Linked DNA regions of Mus musculus: region 2 is linked to region 1. Evidence: chromatin contacts called from public HiCAR-type data. All regions are on one chromosome and are shown on one strand. Each heading gives the region's core, a stretch centred on a gene start, on an enhancer-like site or on the middle of the called end of the contact. The rest is flanking DNA. Distances are from core to core; before and after follow the strand shown. Region 1 holds the start of Asic2 (acid-sensing (proton-gated) ion channel 2). Region 2 holds the start of Ap2b1 (adaptor-related protein complex 2, beta 1 subunit).

What was found. HiCAR-type assays count read pairs that join an accessible place to other places.
Region 2: a HiCAR-type map of astrocytes shows a contact between it and region 1, with 6 times the contacts expected there. The contact joins the promoter of Ap2b1 here to the promoter of Asic2 in region 1. A contact is called at or near these places in 1 of 39 promoter capture datasets (hippocampal neurons) and 1 of 115 datasets of contacts at active chromatin or transcription factors (astrocytes).

Annotation. Positions count from the first base shown.
Region 1 is chr11:81,150,585-81,155,708 of GRCm38.p6, forward strand. It overlaps Asic2 (acid-sensing (proton-gated) ion channel 2), which reads right to left and starts at 2,319. Exons shown (of 10, transcript NM_007384.3): 1 at 1,174-2,319. The coding sequence starts at 1,881. Gm51910 (a long non-coding RNA gene) reads left to right here. Exons shown (of 3, transcript XR_003949744.1): 3 at 1-1,149.
Region 2 is chr11:83,300,138-83,305,261 of GRCm38.p6, forward strand. Ap2b1 (adaptor-related protein complex 2, beta 1 subunit) reads left to right here and starts at 2,560. Exons shown (of 22, transcript NM_001035854.2): 1 at 2,560-2,700.

The DNA.
Region 1 (5,124 bases), core at 1,069-3,568:
AATGACCCGCATCAAGCCAACACCTGTTGCAACCGTGGCAACTCTGCCATCCCAGGAAAAGCTTTGTCAGAGACAAAAATCCGGAAGAGCGATCCTTCTGAGAGTACTACTCACGAATGCACACCAACCTTCTCTGCACTGGTAGAAAAGCCAGAGCCCACCTAAGGGGCGTTTACACAGCAAAGGTTGGACAGGCTTGCACCATGCCGGGTCCTGGCACCAGAGCTCTTCGGAGACAGACTGCACAAGGCAGATACCTTCTGCCTGACATCTGCGTTCTCCAGACCCACAGTGTGCGGGAACCAGTACAGCAAATGGCTCACAAATCTCTAGCACAGCTTCTTTTGGCCCTGGCTGTTTGCATTTCTGAGCCTGCTGGCTGCAACTTTCCCACCTAAGGATATTCCTTCAGTCAGTAAGAGGAGCAAGGTGGGTGGGTGTGCTCATGGAGCGGTGTTTGTTTGTTTTTTTGTTTTTTTGTTTTTGTTTTTGTTTTTGTTTTTTGGTTTGTTTGTTTTGGTTTTTTTTTTGTTTTGTTTTGTTTTTTTTTTTTTTTTTTTTTTTGGTTTTTGTTTTCCAATGAGCAGAAAGTTGCCACTGCCTTAAAAAGGGGCCCACAGCTTTGGTGTTCATTGCTGTCCTTGGGAGTTTTCTCCTAGACTCCGTGCGGAACTCTGAAATAATAAGCTGTTTAGGATCTTAAACAGAGGTCCTAAAACACCTTGTTAGCCCATTTCTTTTGAAGGGTTTTGTATTGGTTCTCCCCAAAGAGAACAAGCCTCCCATTTAAGGCAACTCTAGAGACCAAACAGAGAGCAGTAGCTTTGGGTCCCGTGAACCTCGGGTGTGTGTGTGGGTCACTATTTAGAGAAGGGACCACAGAGAGTAGAAGGAGGAGTTTGAGAGCTGACACCGGAAGGAACTGTACAAGGAGACGCTAACAGCATTAAGATGACTTCCTAGACAGAGCCAAGCCCAAGTTTCCCACCACCTGAAGACTCAGGGGATTCGAGAGTGGCTTCTTCCTGGGCACTGAGGAGAGGTGACACCCAGTCAGGAAGTAGTGACACTCACAGGGGCCTGGTGTCCAGTCCCTGGGGCCCACCTAAGAGCCTCAGGACTCCTGGGAAGCGCGGGGTCAGAAAGGGCGGGTTCGCGCGGAGGGCAACTCACTGAGGAGAAGTTGTGCGGGCCACAGAGCTCGCCCCGGTACTTGCAGGAGAGCAGCATGTCCTCCAGCTGGTGGCCCAGACGGTCCATGAAGGCAGCGCTGATGCCCTCGAAGTGGCGCGGCGGCAGGAAGAGGCGGAAGTCGGCCAGCTTGCGGAACCACTGTCTGCGCGGCTCGTCGCCCCGCAGCAGCTCGCTGACCAGCGGGCGCGCGGTGCGGTTGGGCAGCAGCAGTCCTAGCCAGTGGCCCGCGTAGTAGAGGTCCCCCTTGGAGAGGCGCGGGAAGCGCAGGGGGTTGTTGTTGCACACGGTGACAGCGGGGAACGGCAGCTGGCGGCTCCACTCGCGGTGCACTCGCGTGTGTGACGGGAAACTGAGCCAGTAGAGCAGGCGGTTCGAGGACCAGGACAACAGCAAGCCAAGGGACGTGCAGAAGGCCAGCACCCACAGCGCCCGCCGCTGGAAAGAGCCTCCCGCCGCCGTGCGCCCCGCGCACATGTGCCGCAGCCCGTGCAATTTAGTGCGACTCAGGGACGGCCGCCCCCTGCGGGCGACCCCTGGCCCCTGCAGCTCCCGATCGCCGCTCCGGTCGCCCCCGGGCTGCCTAGCTGCCGCCACCGCCGCGGGCGCCGGCTGCTCGCGGGCCATACGGAAGCGTCCCGGGCCGCTGAGCGCGGTCGCCGGCAGCCGGGCTCCGCCGCTCCGGCTCATTCATTCAGCCCGAGGCTGGCGACAGCGGCGGCGGCCCCGGCCGGGCGGAGCCGCCATGGGAGTCCGCAGCAGCAGTGGGAGCAGCAGCAGCCGCGCGCAGCTTGTGCCAGGGAAGCCTGCTCCCGACAGGAGCTCCGGTGGCGCGGCATGCCCTCCCGGCGTCGCCGCCGCCGCCTCCGCGGGCGCTCGCCCGGGACTGAGTGCCGCCTCGGCCCGCCGCCCCTAGCTCTGGCCTCTCCTAACTACCCCCCACCCCCAGGCTCTGCTGGCCCCGAGTCTTCCAGAAGGACGAGAGTCACTGGGCACTACCTCCGGAGGGGCCCCATTGGGAGCCGCCTCTCCAATCCCTGGGCTCTGTGCCCGCCGACCTATCCTGGTCCTGGACCTCGGGGGACCCTGAGATGAGTCCCCCCTGCACGGACTAACCCCAGTTTTTACGCTGATCCTGAGAGAGAGACCACTGGGCCACCATGCCTGGTTTGGCCAGTCCCGGGGACCCCACTAGTCTGGCCCTTAGCCCAGTGGTGCTGGGACATGCGAGGGAAGGCGCCAAGGAACGAGCGCCCCCAGAGGCACTCCGCGGCTCCAGGCTCGGCGGGTGGGGTGGGTGTGTACTGGGGTGAGTGGTCGCCGAGTGGCGACTTGCACCTTCCCTTTCCTCCAGGACCCTTCTTTCTCACGGCTGCCGGAGCTGCTTTCTGCTGAGACGCTCCCAGGCTTCCCCAAGTCCTGAGTCCCGCGGGGTGTCTACTGTCGTCTGGGGCGGGGGCTTCTCAAGGCGTCCTGCGGAAAGCTGCTCGCTGCTGGGCCCCTCCAAGGTTGCTGGTGCTGGGAAACTATCGCTTTTCCTCTCGGCACGGATCGTCTTTAGAAAAACCCGGCTATGCTGTTCCTTGCCTCTTATTCTCTCTGGGAGACGGGAGCTGGGAACTGCGGAGCCCAAGCAACACCTCCTGAGGCTGATCCGGACTCGCTGCTCATCGAAGCTCGCAGCTCCGGTGGGCCCGTCTCCTCTCAAGACTCCAAGTCCACGATGGCGGTGACAGTGGCGGCGGCTGCTCTCCTCTCTCGGTAGCCCGGCCCTCCTCGGGCCCCGGGCGAACTTGGGCAGCAGCCGCGCGAGGCTGGCGCGGCTGGCGCTGCTGGGCTCTGAGCACCTGCTACTGCGCTCGCTGGCCCCGCGGCTCCGGGCGGGCGGGGCGGCGGCGGCCGAGGCGAGCGCTGTGCGCTCCTGGAGACGCGGTTCTGACGCTCCCGGCTCCTCCTTGCTGCATTTTAATTCCTGGCCACTGTGGCCGCTGCACACCAAGCGGGAAGCCTCTTGTTGAAGTTGCAGGGGATGTTGGGGCGGGGGGGGGGGGTTGGGGGCAGCACAGATGTGGTCGGTTGTACCGGCTTGTGGAAGAGATGGAGAGTAGTAAGAATGCTGTGTTTATGTGCAAGCCGTGTGCAAAGAAATGTGAAGGGATGCCTGGGCGTGTGAAATGGGCTGGAGAGAGATGGGACTGTGCAGCGTGGGCACTTGAGCAAGTGTGAGTGCGGTGTCGTGCAGGGGTGTGTGTAGGATGTGAACTGTTTATATGTGAACCGGCGTTTGTGCCAAGTCTTCAATTCGTGAAGCTGCCTGTGGGTTGATGTGCTGCGGCTGCTGGATGTGTCATAAGTAGACGAGTGCCTGTGATGGGCTGTATGTTCTATGTGTGCACATCCTTGGCTGTGGGTATGAATGAGTATAGTTTCCGATTTGCATGTGTATGAATTTCTTTTAGGAAGGGCTATGTGACCAGTTACTGGGAAAACTTACAGGACTTGTGGCAGGATGGACTCAAGGGGACAGCTCCTCTCTTCTGCCTCTAGAAATTTATCAAGTGCCCCAACCCCTTTCTCTGGAGGTGTTAAGCCAGGCAAAAGTAGCTCTCCCTGGATGTGAAGAGAAGGGAGAGTAAGAAAGGGGATGTCGTCCCAAGTCAAGAGACTCCACAAAGCACCCAAGGCTTTCAATAACTCCTGGACATTTTAAACTTTTGATACTGCCTTTTAAATATTCTGCTTAAACTTTCGGTCGGGGTGGGGGGACTGAATGTGGTTTCTAGATACAACTGGCTCCATTTTCTAAGTGATGTGAGGGAGGCTAAAGCTTGCCCAAAAGGGCACAGTTGGGCAGTGGTTAGCTGGGTTCAAGGCTCAGATCACAAAGCCCTGACAGTTTTTACTGTCTCAGAGGGTCTTGTGGTTTTCAGCCTCTGGATCAGGGCTGGGGTCCTGCTGTTTTGTTTTGTTTGTTTTGTTTGAGACAGGGTTTCTCTGTATAGCCCTGGCTGTCCTGGAACTCACTTTGTAGACCAGGCTGGCCTCTGGGGTCCTGCTCTTATGGCTGCCTTGGCATGCAGGGTTCACAAAAGAACTCTACACATACTTTCTAAACATCACTGAGACAGGCAGCCCTCCGAGTTCCTTACCTTTGGGATAAAAGAATTTCCAGACATTTCTGAGAGTAGATGGAATGGATGAAGGACCCAAAGCACAAGAAGACAGACACCCCAGTTAGTGGAGTATCAGAATTCTGGGACAGGAAACTGGAGGACGAAAGACTTGGGAACAAAGGTGAATTCACAGCTTTTGTGGGATTTAGGAAGATTTGTGAAATGACCAGGAGGTTTCTATGAAGGATGCAGAGGACTAGAGTGGATATTCTATTCCCACTGGCCTGGGGGCTTTCTTTCCATGAAGCAACTCCTTGTATCTAAACACTGGAGAAGATGGTCTCTGAGCCCCTCATCTCCCATTCATACACCACACATATGCACTCAGCACACATGTCCATGTACCCAAGCACACACTATATATACACATGCCCTACCAGGTTCACACAACTGCACAAATACATTTGACACATAATACAAAATTTGACACATTTGAACATACATACAAACATACATGCTGCAATCTTGCATGTGCATTCAATGCATACTGTATATTGTGTGTATATATACACACAGTATATAAATATACACAACCATACAACCATATATTACCCACAATGAATTCATTCACAATCATGTATATATACACACGATGCACACGTATTATGTATATGGATGTCCGTGCTCACTCTCTAGGGCACAGCTACACATACCTGAAGACCTCCACCTCTTCCTCCTCCTCTTTTTCCTCTTCTTCCTCTTCCTCCCCCTTCTTCCTCTCCTCCTCCTTCTTCTGTTTTTCAAGACAGTGTTTTTCTGT
Region 2 (5,124 bases), core at 1,310-3,809, 2.1 Mb after region 1:
GAACCAAAGTCAGGTCCTCTGCGAGAGCAACCAGTGCTGTTAACCACTGAGCCATCTCTCCAGCCCACCAAGCCACCTCTCCAGCCCACTGAGCCACCTCTCCAGCCCACTGAGCCATCTCTCCAGCCCACTGAGCCACCTCTCCAGCCCACTGAGCCACCTCTCCAGCCCACTGAGCCATCTCTCCAGCCCACTGAGCATCTCTCTAGCTGTTTATGCTTTTAAGTGAATAGCAAAAACACACAGCTAAGAAATAGCTAAAACAGGTAGAAAATGAAACATTTGCATCAATTAAGGTTTTTAGTTGCAAAGAACAGAAGCAGGCTATTTTAAAACAAAAGGAACTTAAACTCTAGGTGGGAAGGCTGGAGAGATGATGGGCAGGTGAGAGCACTTGTTGCTCTTGCAGAGGGCCTGAGTTCAGTTTTCAGCACCCACATTCAGAGGCTCACAATTAACTGTAAGCCCAGCTCCAGGGATACAGTGCTCTCTCTGGTCTCCTGAGGTACCGACACATACTTGTACAGATGCAACGTTTAAATGGAGTAGCTCACAAAACAAGATAGCTCAAAAAGAACAGGACTATATAACTCCCTTAGCGTTCTCTCTAGCAGGAATTAGTAACGTTTCATCCAAGTAACCTTGTTACAGTGAACAAGTGTCAAGTGCTCATTGTGTCCACGGTCAGATTCTTCTGACAGAAGGTGCTGGCATATATATGTAACCCCAGCGCCTGAGGCAGTGGGCTACCTGGCAGTGAGGAAAGGGGGAAAGAGGTGAAAGGGGGAGGAAGGGGGAAAACACCCATTTGAGCAATCTTGGTTTAAAGTTGATCAATCATGGTTAGCCAGAGGGTCAAGATTTCCTGATTAATGGACCCACAAGACTACTCTATAAAAAGGAAACTGTATTCCATGAGAAAAGGAAAAAGTTAAAAATAGTATGTCCTGGTTGGTTATATAACTCAGTGGTAGGACGTGTGTGAAGCCCTAGGATCCTTTCCCAGTTCTGGAAAGAAAAATAGTGTCAGTTTTTATTTCAATTTGGTAATGTGCCAGTTTTTAGTTACCAAATAATGCATTAAAAACCCCAGTCTCAAATGTGTAGTCTAATAGAAGGCACATGATTAACCTTTCTATTAGAAGGCATTAAAGGCTAAGCCTGACCATCAGGTTTGGAGATCTTAAGTATATATTAAATGTAAGTTACATAGGAAATTATTTAATAGATGCTCAGTAAATAAATGTAATTGGGTTAAGTCATCTGTTTTGTTTTTCAAAGACAGTTTTCTGTGTAGCCCGGGCTGTCCAGGAATTCACATTGTAGACCAGGCTGGCCTTGAACTCACAAAGATCAACTTACCTCTGCCTCTTGATTGCTGAGGTTAAAGGCTTGTGCCACCACACCCAGTTGCCTTGAGTTTTTTGTTTTTAATATATAAAGATTTATTTTTTTTTTTTAATGTACACAAGTACACTGTAGCTGCCTTCAGACACCAGAAGAGGGCATCAGATCCCATTACAGATGGTTGTGACCCATCATGGGATTGCCTGGGAATTGAACTCAAGACCTCTGGAAGAGCAGCCAGTGCTCTTAAACACTGAGTCATCTCTCCAGTCCTACCATGAGTTTTTTAAGTTTCAAATCTGGCGGCTGGAGAGATGGTTCAGTGGTTAAGATCACTAGCTGCTCTTTCAAAGGACCTGGATTTTGTTACCAGCTCCCGCATAGCAGCTCACAGCTGTCTGAAATTCCAGTTCCAGGGGAACACTCTCTCACATACATACATGCAGGCAAAACACCAATGCACATTAAAAAACAAAATGAAAAAAAAAAGATTGTTCAATAGTAGAGTGAGGGGTGCCTGGTTAGAAGCACCACTAAGCCTTGGAGTCTAGGTATATAGATAGAGAAGTTCAAAGTGCTCTAGAGGCAGAAAGAAGCAAGAGGGCTTAGTTTTAGGCTTGTCTGAGTTACACAGCCCGACGTTGGTCTTTCTTTTCTTTTGAAGCTGGACATGGTAACTAAACGCCTGTACCAGTTTATAGTTTCCTAATGAAACCTGTATCCACAACCTGTTTTAGGTACCTTATACCACTCAAGCCTAAGGGCGGGGCAGGAAGGGGGCGCTAATAAGTTTCTCCAGTCTTGTTCAATGTAGGGATTCAAACTCAGATCTGAATGCTTCTTAGCCATCTTTGAGTCGCCGTCTCCTAGTTCATCCGTCCGTCTGTAGTCCTGGTTTCTATCACCTCTATGGGCTTCTTAACCTTACAAGCAAATTAGCTGAGGTTTGTGTTTGAGCAAATAGGATATCTCACACAGGTTTCACAAAAATCTTGTTCACGGGAATAAATCCCGAAAATACCCACTTATTGAAGATATCCGGTGGGAAAGCAACTGCGGGTCTCCTGAGTGTATAGGCAACTGCCCTATCCCTGAGACAGGGAAACCTTTCCGTTGCTGAGGCGACAGACACGACCTGGCCGTTTGGTTCTCCCGCGCACCCAGATGACGTCAGGCGGCGAGATTCTCTTACGCCAAAGCTTCCGGCTCACCATCTTTGTCCCTGGCAAATTGGGTTTTGCGCAGTGGCTTAGATCTAGAGAGAATCGTGACGGGCAGGAAACCATTACACCACCACCCCGGCTGTGCTCTCCGACTGCCGCCGCCGCCGCCGCCACCCCGCCCTTGCCTCCGGTGAGTTCAAGGCGGCTGGCTTTGGGGTGTGCCCTGACTGACTCGCGGTGCTTGTGAGGGAGGGGAGCCCCAAGCCGGGTCATAGGCTCAGGAGGAAAGGAGAGCCGAGGAGCGTGACGGTTGAGGGTGGAAGGAGTCCTCGGGTGTGACCGTTGTGAGGGAAAAGCTGGGAGAAAGTGCCTCCATCGTAGTGACCGTGGTGGCCTGGGGCTGCGCTCCGGTGTAGCAGCGGGAGTTGGGGGCTTCGGAGCGAAGCAAGGTTCCGAAGACCGGCTTGGGGAAGGCTCAGGCCAGGGGTGTGGCCGCTGGAGGCCGAGGGAGAACCACCCAGCTCTCCCGTTTGACATCTGTTCATTGAGAAAGAAGCTCCGACGTGTCTCCACGACTAGGGAGAAGGGATTCCCGCGACCGTTTGGTCACTGAAACCTCTCTTGTCGCACGTATTTGGGGTTAAGAGGCATCTCTCCTTACCTAGTGAAAATTGGACAGATTTCTTGACCTGGGGAAGTGGATAAAGAGAATGGGGACTAACTGTACTTCGAGGAAGGAAGGAGAAACCTGCATAATTGAGGCCACCCCCACCCTCTGTGTAAGAGGGGAAAATAAATCTTAGCATGGAATTTTGTTTTTCTTTTTTTTTTCCCCCCTCCCTATATTCCCTGGGGTTATCAGGAGCAGTCTAGTTTGGGCAAGGCTGTAAATTCTACTAGAAGTGAAAAAAAAAAAACAAAACAAAACCCTGGAATTTCCTGCTATTTCTTTATTCTTTGAATTCACAGGATGTATTAGCTTTTTGAGCAGCCCTCTTTTTAGGAGAAGGCTCTTATTAAACTCAAGCAATTTAGTTATGAAGCAGTGTGAATGTGTCATGGATGCTTCGCTGAATTTTTTTACTTTTAGAAGGGAGATTTTTTTTTCTTTTATTTTAGTGGCCAAACTTTTTTTTTTTTTTTGCAACCTTTGTGGTTTAAAAGACAAAGAACACACTGTAAGCTCAGTAAGGCTAGTGACTAAGAAGGAAGGTGGTCTCTTAGAGAGGAACAATTTAAATTATTAACTGCTCTCCTGTGCAGTTCACTGCTTAGCCTTAGGGTGCACTTACAAGGTAATAATAGAAAGCGGCAGGTGAAGTAGGTGCAGCCATCGGTAACACATTCCAGTGATGACTAAGTGAGGCGGGCGGGCATGTAAACTGAGAACTGAGTAGGTGCCTTGCAGGGTAGACTCCCTGAGAAAGAGAGGGGAGTGTGCGCTGCAAACAGCTCAGTCAAGTTGTGTGGTAAATTAAAACAGAGTAAATATCCTGATGAATTAAGATCAGAGAGGTCCCTCGCATCCTTTTCTTCTGGAAAAGATTTTGCTTTCGTCTCAAGGCACACATTTGAACCATGTTAGACAAGGGGCATTCAGAAGGAGGATAGCATCCCCATTTTTCTTCTTTCCTCCTGGGCTTAAGTTTTCCAAAATGTCCTGGCATTTCATAACAGTTGGGTGTAAGACTGTTGGGCTTCTTTCTTTCCGTATAATCCTATATTAATAAATTAACTTGTAGTTATTTAAATAGAAGCCAGAGGTGGATTTAGCTTTTAACGTTTTATTTCTGACAAGCTAAATTAATCTGAGGCTGCTGCTGTCCTTATGTTATGAACATCTGGCCAGCAATGGTCTTTATACCACTCATCCTTGTAAGCAGAGGTGACTGGAATGACTTTCTGCTTTAGAATTTACTGAACTCTGGCTAGTATTGACTTCATGTGCAAAGGAGGGCACAGTGGTCTTGCTAGTGCTAACGCTGGCTGCCATTTTCCAGAGAACCATTTGAAATTAAGACCTTATAATTTTTTTTTTCTGACTGTATTCTACCCAGCCTATTAATCTTGTTTCACTGCTGAGCTGCTCTTTTGGGGAATTGGAGGAAGGGAAGGCTGGAAGGAGAGAAAGGACTTCGACAACCTATATTTATCAGAAACTAGGTTATGTTAATCTAGATATATAACCTTGTACAGGGAGGCCTGGGAAAGGCAGTGGAGCAATGCTGTGGACTAGGACAAGTCCAAGGATCCTTGCCTTGCCCTGTGGCTGCTCTGTCCTTTAACAATGTCCCCAGGCCACACGATAAGTCAGTCAGTGACCTTTCAGGTTTCATGTCGTATAAGATTGTGTACGTTCAAATTCCATTGTGGCTTGTTTATTTCTAGGGATTTCCTGAAAAACAAAAATTTGCCCCAGTAAGATTGAGTTTTGAAGCACTAGGCAAGTTGAAATTGTGTTTTTCCCGTTCTCTTGTGGCTTGTGTGTGTGTGTCTTATGTGTGTGTGTCTTCTACTATAGGCATCAGTGTCTATCCGGCAAGTGTGGGGGGCTTGGATTAAAAAATAGTTATATGTCATTGTGAGTTGAAAGTCACGGGGACATTAAAGTTCT